5 separate regions of the Mus musculus genome follow, and all the other regions are linked to region 1. Evidence: chromatin contacts called from public ChIA-PET, Hi-C and HiChIP or PLAC-seq data. All regions are on one chromosome and are shown on one strand. The core of a region is the stretch at or near the end of the contact, and the rest is flanking DNA. Distances in the headings are between cores, read along the strand shown.

What was found. A called contact is a pair of places that touch in the nucleus more often than the background predicts. ChIA-PET counts read pairs in DNA pulled down with a chosen protein or histone mark. HiChIP or PLAC-seq counts read pairs in DNA pulled down with a chosen protein or histone mark.
Region 2: a contact with region 1 is called in a Hi-C map of B cells, with 16 read pairs. The contact joins the enhancer-like site here to the promoter of Ube2n in region 1. A contact is called at or near these places in 14 of 39 promoter capture datasets (the 3T3-L1 cell line, 3T3-L1-derived adipocytes, the C10 cell line and 11 more), 3 of 15 datasets of contacts at CTCF or cohesin (embryonic stem cells, large pre-B cells and stem cell-derived epiblast-like cells), 2 of 484 Hi-C or Micro-C datasets (B cells and cortical neurons), 29 of 115 datasets of contacts at active chromatin or transcription factors (the 230-238 cell line, DN3 thymocytes, T-cell acute lymphoblastic leukemia and 18 more) and 4 of 9 other capture datasets (embryonic stem cells, liver, macrophages and 1 more).
Region 3: a contact with region 1 is called in an RNA polymerase II ChIA-PET map of memory CD8 T cells, with 21 read pairs. The contact joins the enhancer-like site here to the promoter of Ube2n in region 1. A contact is called at or near these places in 3 of 39 promoter capture datasets (the C10 cell line, hippocampal neurons and pre-B cells), 4 of 115 datasets of contacts at active chromatin or transcription factors (astrocytes, large pre-B cells, memory CD8 T cells and 1 more) and 3 of 9 other capture datasets (adipose tissue, liver and macrophages).
Region 4: an H3K4me3 HiChIP or PLAC-seq map of bone marrow-derived macrophages shows a contact between it and region 1, with 4 times the contacts expected there. The contact joins the enhancer-like site here to the promoter of Ube2n in region 1. A contact is called at or near these places in 10 of 39 promoter capture datasets (the 3T3-L1 cell line, the SN4741 cell line, Sertoli cells and 6 more), 1 of 15 datasets of contacts at CTCF or cohesin (the NIH/3T3 cell line), 1 of 484 Hi-C or Micro-C datasets (bone marrow-derived macrophages), 19 of 115 datasets of contacts at active chromatin or transcription factors (the 230-238 cell line, the NIH/3T3 cell line, the SCID.adh cell line and 12 more) and 4 of 9 other capture datasets (adipose tissue, liver, macrophages and 1 more).
Region 5: an H3K27ac HiChIP or PLAC-seq map of embryonic stem cells shows a contact between it and region 1, with 3 times the contacts expected there. The contact joins the enhancer-like site here to the promoter of Ube2n in region 1. A contact is called at or near these places in 4 of 39 promoter capture datasets (the 3T3-L1 cell line and embryonic stem cells), 7 of 115 datasets of contacts at active chromatin or transcription factors (acute myeloid leukemia, bone marrow-derived macrophages, embryonic forebrain and 3 more) and 2 of 9 other capture datasets (embryonic stem cells and macrophages).

Annotation. Positions count from the first base shown.
Region 1 is chr10:95,513,869-95,516,568 of GRCm38.p6, forward strand. It overlaps Ube2n (ubiquitin-conjugating enzyme E2N), which reads left to right and starts at 1,294. Exons shown (of 4, transcript NM_080560.3): 1 at 1,294-1,369. The coding sequence starts at 1,340. Gm46239 (a long non-coding RNA gene) reads right to left here and starts at 388. Exons shown (of 2, transcript XR_001779843.2): 1 at 332-388.
Region 2 is chr10:94,991,030-94,993,729 of GRCm38.p6, forward strand. No RefSeq gene overlaps it. Among named protein-coding and RNA genes, the nearest start is that of Gm40744, 31 kb to the left of the region's middle. Within about 2 kb of position 1,307, at least 114 of the 459 cell types and tissues checked have an H3K27ac peak or open chromatin away from gene starts, as enhancers often do. A contact at or near this core is called in 3T3-L1-derived adipocytes, B cells, T-cell acute lymphoblastic leukemia and 6 more, where this site is marked.
Region 3 is chr10:94,828,130-94,830,829 of GRCm38.p6, forward strand. The region is part of intron 20 of Plxnc1 (plexin C1); the gene reads right to left. Among named protein-coding and RNA genes, the nearest start is that of Plxnc1, 120 kb to the right of the region's middle. Within about 2 kb of position 1,417, at least 232 of the 459 cell types and tissues checked have an H3K27ac peak or open chromatin away from gene starts, as enhancers often do. A contact at or near this core is called in adipose tissue, astrocytes, liver and 2 more, where this site is marked.
Region 4 is chr10:96,033,763-96,036,462 of GRCm38.p6, forward strand. The region is part of intron 22 of Eea1 (early endosome antigen 1); the gene reads left to right. Among named protein-coding and RNA genes, the nearest start is that of Eea1, 94 kb to the left of the region's middle. Within about 2 kb of position 1,424, at least 9 of the 459 cell types and tissues checked have an H3K27ac peak or open chromatin away from gene starts, as enhancers often do. A contact at or near this core is called in bone marrow-derived macrophages, where this site is marked.
Region 5 is chr10:96,103,543-96,106,242 of GRCm38.p6, forward strand. No RefSeq gene overlaps it. Among named protein-coding and RNA genes, the nearest start is that of Gm40746, 76 kb to the right of the region's middle. Within about 2 kb of position 1,264, at least 2 of the 459 cell types and tissues checked have an H3K27ac peak or open chromatin away from gene starts, as enhancers often do.

The sequences.
Region 1 (2,700 bases), core at 44-2,543:
TTTGGGGATTACAGGCTTTTCTATCCCCTTGAGAAGGCTAGGCTGACTTCAAATTGGCAATTCAGAAGACGAGGCCTAAATCCCTGTTTCTAAGAACTAGGCAAGTCCAGGCCTCAGAAGCTGCCCCACCACCTGGCCTGAAGCAAGGACAGTGGGTCAGCAGTAGTTTCCAGACTTCCTCAGCAACAGTTTTCAGCCACTCATGTCCCCACCACACCCCTAATGTGCTTTAAATCTGAACTGTGAGCTCACTTCCAGGTCTCCATCTTGGAATGAGAGACCCTAGCAAGCTGGACTTCTGCAGAATAAAGCCCTCTCTGCGTTTACATACCGTTTGGGTCTGGGGTATCATTCTTCAGCGAATCATGCATGGACCCTTACACTCTAATCAGATCCTTCTTCTAGTTAGCACGTAAATCTCGATTGCTAGGCTCAACCTTAAGTGGTGGCACAAGCCTAGCTCTACTCAGGGGGCAGAGGCAGGAGAATCACGAGTTCCAAGTCAGCTCGGTGCGTACAGAATAGAGAGCACCAGGCCAGACTTGGTTACATAGGGAGCCCTTTCTCAGGAAAACCAACAACCACAAAGATTAAATATCCTGCAGGATCCAGGCGTTTAGAGGCCGTGCCTTTTGCCTCCTCCCTTGTTCCGAACTCTCTTTTGGGGAGCGCCAGAGAGGCCCCCTTTTTTATGTGAAATTTAAACGTTTAGAAAAAATTTTTTTTGTCGCGGGTGTGTGTGTGGTCCTTGGCAAGCAGCGTTATTCCCAGTTAGAAGCTTTGGTATTGACTTCCGGCCTGTTCGCCACCGAGGAGGAGCGCGCGACCCGCCTGCCCTGTCCGCAGGGAACCGCTGCAGCGCCAGCCCGCCACGCGCACTGCGGACACGCTGAATGAACAAACGGAACGAATGAATGAATGGGCTGCGTCGGGGGCCGGGCCTTTGTTACGTCGCCCCCCGACGCAGGCGTGGTCGCACGTACAGCGCTCGCTCGTGGACGCCGGCCGCCCAGTGTTGCCGATTCTGCCACGGGCCAAGAAGCTCGGCGCCGCCTCGCGCCGCCTCCCCCCAAGTCCCTGCCCCGCCGCGGAGCGTCACTTCCGCCACCCCCGGCTGGGGTTGGGGCGGGGAGCGCGGGGGAGGGGGCCACCAGGTCGGAGGGAAGGCTGTCGGAAGCCCGCGTCCTAGCAGGGACTACATTTCCCGAGGGGCCTCGGCGGAGGTAGCGACAGGCGGGCGCGGCGACGTTCCCCGGAAGTGGAGCCCGGGACTTCCACTCGAGCGTGAGGAGAGCGGAGCCGGAGACAAGAGCAGAGGCCGAACTCGGGATCTGACAAGATGGCCGGGCTGCCCCGCAGGATCATCAAGGTAACCGCCCAGGCGGGCTTCGGGCCACTGGCTCTGCTCCGGCGCGCCGGGCCGCGCGGCCGTCCGCTTCCCTCCGCAGCCTCCGAGAGGCCTCTCTAAGGCATCGCGGAGAAGGGTCCGGCCTCGGCGGCGAGGAAGTCGGGCGCTGAGGAGGGGGCGCCGGGGAGACTTCCGGCCGCCTCTGAACGCCGGACAAGCGGGACGCCCGGGCGGTGCGGCCGCGGCCGGGGAGGCCCTGGCGGCTGCCCGGGAGAGGGCGGGGCTGCGGGCTTCGGGCTCTGGCGCGGGACCGGTGCGGGCCTCGGCGGCTTCTGTTCCTCCGCGGGGCGGGAATCGCGGCGTGGCCTGGACTCTGGGCGCGGGTGGTGGCCCGTGGCCGGCCGCTCTGCCCCGGAGCTCCCTTCTCTTCCTCCGCAGGGGCTCGGGGCTGCGGCAGTCCCGGGTGCGGAATGAATGGACCGACCCCGAGAGCCGGGCGGGGCCGCGGGCCGGGAGAGGCCGCTCCGGGAGGGCCACGGGGTTCTGCCGGCGACAGCACAGGTTGGTCCTGGCTGCCCCGCACCTCCTAGCGACGTCCGGGGCTGGCCGCCCGGTTGCCCTGGCTTCCGCGTTCGCTTCCCGGTGTTTCTGCTGGGTAGCGCTGTGATTGTACTTCGGCTGGCTAACTCTTTGGAGACTGTTCTCTTCTCCGAGGCAAGGGCCTCAAGGGCCTCGGTTATGGGGATGATCTGTGAAACAGTTTGCCTCTCAGCTTTTGTGCGCCTTATTTGAGCGGCCCTGGGGCTCTTTAGGGATACTGAATTTTGATAAATACATAAGGAACCACGGGGGTATAAACCTCGTATCTTGATTTCCTAAAATCTTTACATAACACCATTAAGTCTTCATAGTGTTATAACCCAAGAAAACTAAATTTTTAACATTTTTTGGCATCTGTTTTTTTTTTTAATGTAGGAAATTGGTTAAAAAAATCTTGCACTGCCCAGTTTGCCAGCTAAGTGCTCAAATTGAAGCTTCACTTTGCTTGCTGTAATCCACTGAACATATATTTATAGCATTGTTCCACTCTTCCAAAGTTTTAGGGGAGATTTGTACAAAGTAAGTGGAGGGCCTCTTTGAAGGGTGTGAGACACTGTAGTTCTTCAGGCAGTCACAAATGTCTGTGAGGCTGGGGTGTCATTGACAGAAAGGTGCTTGAATTAGAAAAACAAGCCCTTTCATAGGATAAAAACTCTTACAAAGGAAGAATACATTTTCCACGAGCACTGGAATCTCCTTTTTAAATTTGTTTTATTTATTTATTTATTTACTTATTTATTGGTTTTTCTCTG
Region 2 (2,700 bases), core at 57-2,556, 520 kb before region 1:
AGTGTTCAGCTGATTGGGCGAGGCCTGCCTTGGACAAGCTTTAGATTTTTAAGATTGGCAGACCCGGGGATCTTAACCACACCCACAGATTCTCTTCCCAGCAGCCCTCAAGTTCATTGTTTGAACAACGGAGTGGAAGGATGTGTACATTGTGGGCTGTCAATCCACTTTTATTCTGTCACGCTACTTGACCTCCAGGACCCAGCTCAAGTGGTGACTGCTCTCCTCCATCCACAAATCACACACACACACTCCATTTTTCCAGTGGACTATGGTGTTTTTTAAATAAAACACTCCCCCAAACCCGGGTCCATTTTCTGCACCAACCTAGGCTGTTTCTAGAGAGCAGGAGCCTAGACTGGGACATCTGTGTTCCCAGTACCTAGGAGAGCGTCTAGCTTAACACATTCGCTGCTAGAACGATGTGCCAGTTGAGCAAGCTCTCCAGATAAGAGCGTTTCTTTCGGAATCACGTAGGACAATGCTTGCGGGGAAGTGCTAGAAACCTTCAGCGAGGCTGTCTTTGATTCCCCAGGTCTTTGAAGGCAAAGATGAGCTCCAGTTTACTTAAAGCTCCTCTGAGCAGAAGCCTCGGCAACGGTGAGGCGGGTGGACCACTAGGTGTCACTCAAGATTCAATAAAGAGACGCAGGTCCTTAGAAAGCCATTTCTACCTTCCCTGGGGGAGGAAAGTGCTTAGGTGGTCCCCAGCCATTGTTTCTGTTGGTTCACGATCCCTCATTAGCCGCTGTTCTCTCTCTGCGGACGGACGCATTCTGGGTCTAAAATAGGACACCAGGCAGGCACCACGAGAGTTGGAACCTCCCGACTGTCGAATACAGCCTCGCAGTTTTATAGACAGGCAACTGACGTGTGTGTGTGTGTGTGTGTGTGTGTGTGTGTGTGTGTGTGTGTGTGTGGCTTTAGGGTGTGTCTGAGTTCCCTCCTACTCAAAAGTGTCTGAGATCTTTCTCAGGACCAAGACCCCTAGCTCCGGAGCTCTAGAGCCCAAGATGAGGAAGGTAATAGGGAACAAAAAAAGTAATAATCGGCCGTCTTTTTCTTAGAAACGAAGGCCTCAGGAGTGGGGGGACACTGTCTCCTTGGGATCAAGGACTGCAATTAGCCACCGGGCTGAAGGGAAGGGGCTAAGAGAGGGCTTGTGAGGAACAGCTCCTTGGCTTGATCTCTGGTTGAGGTTTTTTTTGTTTTTTGTTTTAAATGGCCCTCTAGAAGTGAAATCTAGGCATAGGGCTCACCAACTGCCAGGTTGTATTTTTCTTCACCCTCGGCAGAGGGCGCCCTTCCCCCGTCTCAGCTCCCTGCTGGGCCAAGGCCTGAGGCCAGCCCGAATCTTTACCCAGCCGTCTTGTGAAGCACCAGGGGCCAGCTGGCTCATTACACTGAGATAATTCCGGACACACTTATGTTTGACCTTGGACGCGGTCTTGAGATGTTCTACCCCTTTGGCCCCTGTGGTTCTAGGGCACATTGCTATCTTAAGTGAATATTGATTTGCCTTTCTTGGTGCTCCTGGGAAATGAGAGGTTACCCCACTGAGAAACCAGTTAAAGAAAGCTTGTTCGGAATGGAGAGTCCTGCCGGGCTTCATACACACACACACACACACACACACACACACACACACAGAGAGAGAGAGAGAGAGAGAGAGAGAGAGAGAGAGAGAGAGAGAGAGAGAGAGAGAGAGAGAAAATCTAATCTATCAATGCAATACATTCTTTTAAAATCTGGGAGCCTCCGGCCCCTCCCCCATTTGATTTGCTCGTTCTTCTTTGCATGAAAAAAAGTCATTCATTCATTCATTTAGTTTTACAACATGTGTTTTTATTAGGCACATTCTGGATGCCAGGGACCTGGCTTGGGAAAGCGGGCTGGCTTGCTGGTTTGGGTGAAGTAACTTGTGGGAAAGGAGATAACTGAAGAGATATTTGTAGGGATAAGAGTGAGCTATGCCTGAGATGACAGCCAGAGAGGAGAGGCAGAATGGGGTGGGGGTGGGGATGACAACAAGCCTTACCTGAACCTCAGCCAGGACTCTTTTCTGCCTCCCCTCCCTCTTGGGTTGCAAACTTAACAAAGGAAGTTGCGAGTTTTTGCTCTCCGCATAGCCCTTCTCTAGGTGAAGCCAGAGGCAGAGTGTGGCTAGACTCTGTTTCCAGCTTTGCACCACACTCCTGGGCTGAGCACCAGCCATTTTGCATGTTGAATTCACATCACTCATTGCCTGTGAGGCTTAACACGCTCTAAAAACAAGATGCCCATCTGGGTGCTGCAGCTGTTTCTCAGTGCTTGCCGAGCAGGTATCAGGATGCAGGTACCAAGGATGCAGGAAGGACCTTAGAGACCAAGGAGGAAGGCTGCTGGCTGAGAGGTGTTACAAAGGGATGATTCTGGGTCTGGGCCTTTAAGAACAGGTGAAATTAAGAATTAGTGTGTTCTGGGGAGACATGAAGAAATGTCTATTGACCCAGATAGGACATCCACGGCAGACCAAAGGAACAATTCTACTGTGGTGAGCCAGTGAATTTATTAGGGCTACTTGGTGACACAAAGGCTTGTGGCACTGCTGAAAAAGCTTATCCCCAAACTGCTAACCACATAATCCCCAGAGCTTTCTGCACAACTCTCCGGTGTGTGTGACCCAGGTTGGCTGGGCTCCAGTCCCATCTCCCCTCCCCC
Region 3 (2,700 bases), core at 167-2,666, 690 kb before region 1:
GGGAAAGGGGAGGGCTCCTCCCAAGCCAGAGTGCCTTAGTAAAGATGAAACAGTAGTTACATGGCTCCAATTGGAGCCCCCATGTTACCAAGTTCATCTGCAGAGCTAACTAATTCAGCTTCGAAAGGAGCATCCCTCTGGCTCTCTGTCTGATTTCCTGTGAACAGGAGGGTTACCGACAACCCTTTGGGGCCTCCCCTAACCTCTCCGCTCACCCCTGTCTCTGCCTTTGTACTTCCTCCAAGCACAGGTCCCTCCCTTGGTCTCCTGCCACCCTCTACCTCTCCTGGTCCACTTCCTCCCTGCCTCTCTTTGCTTCTCTCCCCTCTGCTGACAACTCCCCAAGTAGCGAGTAGCCTCTTCCTGATGCGGGACAGTAGCGAGTAGCCTCTTCCTGATGCGGGACAGAGAGGGGGATGTTCAGAAGTTTCCAAGGTGGGGCAAGGGGGACCAGTACCTGACATTTCGTTCTCATACGAAACTTCCTTTATTTCATGGTTCATTATCTCACCGAGATCTGCTTTCCGTCCACCCCCTTGGGAAAGGGCCTGACCACAAACCTAAGAACCTCACTTCTGCCTTTCTTACACATGGCAGAGACACACCAAGGGCCCTTGTGTGGGGACTGGGTTGGCCACATTGGTTGACGCAGAGGCCAGCCAGGACCCCCAGGGCTGGGCAGAGGAACAGCCACTGGCTCAAGGGCTCTCTAGTTAGGATTTTCCAGCATTCCCCAAATGGAGCTGGTGACATATGGCTTCACACTGCCCCTCGGGCCCTCAGTTCTAGCCCTATCGAGTCACCTCCAGCATCTTTTAAGGATCTCCCTAAGAACTTAGGTGCCTGTCCCCTACCCTGTGCCACATAGATACCTACTCAACCTAGATTTCGGTAGCAGAGGCAGGTTGAAAAACCTTTCTAGAGACACTGACTAGCCTAGGAAACCACCAGGCCACAAGATTTCTTTGTCGTCAACTAACACAAGGAATTGTATGTCTCATCTGTTGGGGGACATGTCTTCTCTCTTTAGATGACAGACCAGAGCTGACTATCAGCTCATTCAGAGGCTGGCACCATCCTCGCTACCCTCGGACCTACAGAATCACATCTATTCTGTCTGTCTTGAGCCCCCATAGGCAAAACAGCCATAAATGTACTTACCTCTGCAGACCATTAAGGGTTAAATGAGAAAAGATAATCCAAGCTCTTGGCCTGATGTCTGATGTATAGCCAACAGCAGTGCTTAATAGATGTCAACTGTCATATCTGTCCCTACCAGGCCTTGGAGTCTGGGAAGGGAGCTCACCTGAAGGTTGCTACCTGCTTAGCATCAATGAGCAGGGCAAGAGGAGGCCCCCCAAGCCCCTTGATAACTGGAGGGATTCTTCCACTGAAAGTGAAAGTCCCGCCCAGGACTGGCTGGCTGCCACTTCCTCTTGGGCACCGTGCCGCTCTCCCCCCTCACCACCGAGTGTTCCACACACTCTTGAATCAGCACAGAGAAGAAATCTTGACCCAGAATGCTTTGCTCAAGGGGGCCGCTTGGGCTTGGAGCCCAGATTTTTCTGAACACTTCTCCCCTTTCATGCCTAAAAGCAGCTCCTGCGAGTTCCTGGTAGGGAAGAGCTGGGAGTGAATTTCAAACCAGTAGACTTACCAGTGAATGGACACCAAGCCAGAAACACACAAGCAACAAAATGATACAGTGTCCACAGTGAACACGCTAACCCGGGGGACTCAGGCAGCTGGGTGGGTTGGGGCGCTGGGGAATGGACGCAGATAGCAAGCAAGCTTACTGGTTTTAAACAAAACCTCAGGGTGCGTGTTTGCTTTCTGTTTCCTCTGAGCATTGTACACATTAGCCACAGAGTTTTTAGAGAAGAGACTGGTGGATGCCATTCTAGGGCTTTTGGCTTAGGGTCAGCTGAGGATTAAGACCTGGGAACCTGGGAGAGGGTCTAGCACCTGTGTTCAGCAGTGGCCACCCACCCAGCCTCAGGGAGGCCCAAAGGCAGCTCTCTCCAGAAATAACCACTTGACACATCCCCAGAGCAGATGATATATACCAAGTAAACAGAAAAGGAGGCAGATTTCATTAATCTTAATAAACGGCCATTGCCTTGGGAGTGGGAAAAGTCAGTTAAAAAAATTTTTTTTAAATGTTGCGTATCTACTCTTAAGATTGCATTAAACATTAAACTAGGCACAGTCTAATTTAAAGTGCTGCTTGTGGATCTCAGCTTAAGCAGCCCTGTTAAAACCTGTGGCATAGCAGTGTATCTTATTCAGGGTTTAATTAGATTTTGAAGCAAGCTGCAAATACACAATTATGCCGTTTTGCTGGAATCTGGACGGCTGGTGAAGTTAAAGATGGATAAGAACCTCCCTCCATCCCAGGGCCTCAGAGCGATGAACAAAGACCATGTTCAACAGAAACACCCTGATTTTCATTTTAATATTTTATAATAATGGCCAATATTTATGGGGTTCTTACTCAGTGCCGAGCAAATGGTGTACTCCTGCTCATCTGGGCTTCAAAACAGCCCAATGATATTCATCTTTTGTTAACTCCACAGGTAACATGCCAAGAAGCGATGGAGCCGTCTTAACTCCAGACCCAGCCCTGGGCTCCAATGCTCATAGAAAGTTTGGACTCTGAAAGATTTGAAGGTTCAATGAAATTCAACCATATGCCATAGT
Region 4 (2,700 bases), core at 174-2,673, 520 kb after region 1:
CTGTCATAGCTGTTGTAGCTGTCAGTGTATACCTCAGCCTTACAGTGTCTCCTCGGACACCAGTAGGGTTGACCAGACTGGCCTAGTCTGTGCCGTTAGCCCCATCTGCTGGATCATTTATGAAATAGTTTGCTCACTGGGTATTTCTGTTGGCTATAATCTATGCTATTATTTGTCCAGAAAAATAGAAGTGGAATTCACTATTCAATTCAAATTCATAATATAAATGTATTTCTGAAGTGAAGTGAAAATTGTGGGGTTATACAGAATTAAGCCTAACTCTTCTCATCCCAGTACTTTTATGCTATTTTATCAGACATCAGAAAAAGTAAGAGCTAATATAAAGGCTTTGTTTGAAAGGAGTATGGGAAGGCTTGTTTAATAAAAATAATTGGAACCACAGGGATTTTAGAATTTTATAATCGTGTCAGGGCTGGTAATTGATCTACTCAATGATTCGCCTATTGCCATGTGTGTGGCTAAGATAAAGATAGGAAAAGAGGTGGACCAGGGGAGCATCCCTGGTAAGCAGTGCTGAGTGAGCGAGGCATGCACAGTAGTACAGTTTGGGAGTGTGTAAGTAGATGTCCAAACACAGGGCACAGCATTGTCCCTTGACATTGTCATGAAGACTTCATCTGGTCTTTAAAGAACTAATAAATTAATGGACTTTGTACATTTAAAATTCTAGAGTCCATGCATTTAAAATCTTATAAAGCAGTAACACTTTGGTGGTTCTTACAGCATTTCTTAGGGGGTACTACTGCTTTCTTGGTTTTAGCAAGCCTGTTGAACCAGAACCTCTATTACACAATTATGGTTGCAGTAGATTTATACAGTAGTTTTTGAAACATGTTTATTTCAGTGCTGAGATCAAACTCAGGGTCTTATGCATGCCAGGCAAGTACTCAACACTAACCTATTACCACCCCCTCCCCCCACACACACCCAGGACAGTACATTTTATTGTTAAAAGAATTTTTTAAAAGTTATCTTGGTGACATCTAGGCCAGTTGCCATGTCACGCATTTTACAAAGGTCTTACATCGGTTTCTTGTGTATTTGGTGGTGCGCATTTGCTCAGCTGCCCTGTACAGTTTCTGCTGCACATGCCACTCTTCTGTGATAAGGACCATTTTATGCAGGGTACTGACTTAATACCGGCTGCCTGAGTAGCAGAGAACAAGTATGTGTTCTGTGCAGTCCTGACTGGCAGAGGTCCTTCCCTGGCTTGCATTACCTGGCTCCTTGTCAGGGGAAATGCGCCTGCAGTAAGAATTGGGGCCTCTCTTAGGTCTGCTGAACGAGTTCTCACTCCCTGCAGATCCTCAGCCTTCGTAGCTGATGGTGTCAGTTCCCTTTCCCTAGGACCATATCCCCAAATGTAACTAACAGGCAGAAACGTAGCCCTTTCCACTACTTCAGATCCTCAAATGTCTGAGCCTTAGAGCAGACAGTAACTATGATAGGAACTGACCCCACGTGTATTAGTCATCTTCCTCATTGTTGTGACAAAACATCTGACAGAAGCTCCTTGAAGAAGGAAGCGTTGTTTGTTTGTTTGTTGTTTACTCACAGTGAGAATACCATGTCTACCATGACTGGAAGCTGTGACAGTAGAGCTCAAGGCCACAGGTCACATGGTATCTGTAGAGACAGACCTGAGTGATCTGCCCTGCCTCCCTTCTGTTCCTTCATTCCAGGACCCCAGACCATGGAGTAGTGCAGTCCACATTTAGGGTGGGTCTCTCTGCCTGAATTATCCTAGTCTAGAAACTCCTTCACAACACAACCAAAGGTTGCTTCCATAGTCATTCAAAGTGTATTAGCATGACAGTGTTCACCACCACACAAGAGACTTAGAGCCGTCAGTAGCTATGATATTGACTTACATCACTTGTACCACTGAGACAGGAAGCTCAGAGGATGGGCCTATAGCTGGTCAGAATACAGAGTTGCATATAAGGCTAAATTTATTGAATGAATGATATTAACAGCTATGAAATATATCCTATAAGAAAACTCTGTCTTGTTTATCAAGGTGTTTACCAGGCCAGGGGACATTGATCCTAGAAAATGTGTGTACATATGTAACATTCAATTTTATTTCTTTTTAAATTGTTTTCTTTCATTTTTCCACTGATCTTTTCTCCAACCATATATGCATTCTCTAGATATATTTCATATAGTTGTTACTTACCTGATAGCCCTTCCTATTATAAGTAGATAAGTACTCAATAAATGGTTTTAGATTATTTCTAGGAAACCTTCAGCATTATCTTTCCTCACTTGCTCCCTTCCTTTTTCCCCATCAACCCTCTCCTGATACAAGATCTCACTAAACAGCTTGGGCTGACTTGTAATGTGCTATGTAGACCAGGCTGACAGCCAACTCACAGAGAGACACATGCCTCTGGCTCAAGAATGCTGGGATTAGAGGTGTAGGCCACCAGGCCCAGCAGCTTTAGCCTCTTAAGATCCTAATTGTGCTGAAAAGGTCCTATTGCCTAGTATCTTTTTCTGATTATTTCTACATTTATCCAAGCTCATGTACATACATATTCATCCTAGTGTTGTACCTGCCTACAGTATTTACTACTTGGATTTACTGTATAAGTTTGTAGCCTGAGGGCATTAGCTATACCAGATAGCCCAGGTATGGTGTAGGCTACAATGTAGGTTTGTATCATTCCCACCAGC
Region 5 (2,700 bases), core at 14-2,513, 590 kb after region 1:
CTGCTGATCCACATATAAAACTCTTCTCTTCTTCTCCAGCACTATGTCTCCTGCACACTGCTATGCTTCGTGCCATGGCAATAATGAACTAAACCTCTGAATGATAAGCTAGCCCCAGCTAAATGCTTTCCTTATAAGAGTTGCCATTGTCAGGGTGTCCCTTCACAGCAACAGAAACCCTAAGACACTGGGTCTCAGTATGTAGTCCATTCTAACCCAGAACCTGTCATTATTCTGCCTCAGCATTAAATTTTAATATAAATTATGAATTACAGATATTGTTAATGAAGGGAAAGCAGCACTTGGCACTTTGTGATTGTCTGTTATTGACATTGTTCCAGCTTCATTCTCTCTTCTCTACCGACTCCACACCAGTGGTCCATGTGTCTGTGACCTTTGCTCTGTATTTCCAGCGCCACCCTCTTGAACTTCAGGGCTTTAGCTTGGAAATTTTCATTGGCCTGTCTTTGATTTTCCTAATTCTGTCTTTGACCTCTAGTATACTGTCAGTCTTATCTGATGGGTTTTAAGGTTAAATATCCAATTATTTCTATTGTACGCCTAGAATTTACAAATTTTTATGTAAATTCTAACTCCATGTTAAAACTTTTTCTTTTATTTTTTTCTGATTTTGTGATGTCATGCACATTGTATGTTCTTGCCCTTTCCCGTTTTGGAAGCTTGGTTGGAGGACTATCAACCTCAATCCTGTATGTATCTGCATGTACAGTTCCCTGCCTAAATTCAGTCTATCCCTTTTGTCAGCTATCTGAAAGATAATATGTTTATTACAAAACACGCCCTCTAGTGGCATTTTGAATACGAGACAGGGAGTTTTCATTGTCTTTTCAGACTGCCCTTGTCTCCCACAGTCTCAGAACTCAGAAATGCTTTTTGGGGGAAATGATTTGGGCTTCTGATCTGTCCTGGATAGTTTCATATCAGCCTGACATGAGCTAGAGTCATTTAGGAACTGAGAACCTCAATTGAGAAAGTCCTCCCACCAGGTTGACCCATGGTACATTCTCTTGGTTGGTGATTGATGTGAGAGGGTCCAGCTCGCTGTGCATGGTGTCAACACCTGAGCTGGTAATCCTGGGTGCTCTAAGAAAAGCAGGGCGAGCTAGCACAGGAAGCAAGTCGGTAAGCAATCTTTCCTTCGGATGCTGCTTTTGGTCATGGTATTCTATGATAGCAATAGAAGCCCTAACTAAGACAGGATCTCCTTTAGCTTGCATCTGTCATATCAGCCTACTTTGTCACCAGATACAAAGTACCCTTATCTCCTGTCCCCAGCAGTGTCTCTCTACCTGTCATGCTAGTCCCCAGCTTACATTAGATATAGCCTGTGTCTTCAGAAAAGAAAATAGCAGCAGTTTAGTTTCACATAGGAAAGACTTTCTGCTTGGTTTCCTTTCCTTTGTTGATTTCTGATGTTGCCATTGGACGGCCAGATTACTGTTATATGATAGTGTCCCTGCTTGCCTGGAGAGACTATTGTGGTTCAAGTAACTCGTTGTAGCTTTGCTCTTATGAATATGACTTGTATTGAAATGCTGTGAATTCATACTGTTCTAACATGTTTCCAGTTTGGTAGGTGATCTGAACAAGTGGAGATGCCAGCAACTTTTTTGGTGTTTTTAACTGCCCCTTAGAATCCTGTAAAAGGTATCTTACAAAAGCTGCAGGGGAGCTGGGGAGGGCTCCGGGATTCAGAAACTTCATTGCTCTTGTAGAGAACAGAATTTGGTTCCCAGTGCCCACATCTGTCAGTTTACCAAGGCTTCTAACTCCAGCTCACAGGGATCTGATGCCCTCTGCTGGTGACCAAGGGGACCTGTACCATGTTCACTTACCCACATGTGCTCGCAAACAGACAAACAAACAAATCCAAACCAAAAATAAGCCTTAAACCATCATAAAAGCACTTCATTTAGCATATACTATATTTTAGGCAGTGTCCCTCAGTAAGCCCAAGATGGTAACACTAATATTTTTCTGTATAGATATATTATTAGTTTTAAAAGGTCAAGTACATAGTTCAACTAATCAGTGACAGAGGTGTAGCTTAGTATGTTTATCTGACTTCCATGGCTCTCAGTTATTCTACTGCGAGCATTTGTCAAAAGGAGACTAGGAGTGATCAGTCAGGATGTGTAAAGGCAGTGCCTGCCCCGTGCATAAAAACCCTCTGAGATTTACATGAACATCAATGACTATGTAATGTCGCCCAGTCCCCCATTCAAAGACACACAGCGAGGACCATGTTCATGTTTCCACAGTTGTTAGGGCAGGACCTTTATGGCACTACTTCTTGCAAGCTATTAGACTTCGAAGTGTTGAAGCCCAATGTACAAATATCAAGCTAATTTCCCTTACTGCCTCACTAACAGATCTGTTTTTTGAGTTTTGTTTTTTTAATTTTTGTTGTTATTTTGTTTTGACATGGGGTTTTTCTATGTTGCCCTGGCAGTCCTGGAACTCGCTCTGTAGACCAGGCTATCCCCAAACTCAGAGATTCGCCTGCCTCTGCCTTCTGAGTGCTGGGACTAAAGGTGTGTGCCACCACACCTGGTTTTGTTTTCGAGTTTTACAAGGAAATTTAAAAACAAATTTTAGGCCAGGGACTCCTCAGAGTTAAGCTAACTTTGCTAAACCTTGAATTGTTTTAAATGATTTCTTCCTGATGTGTGTGTGTGT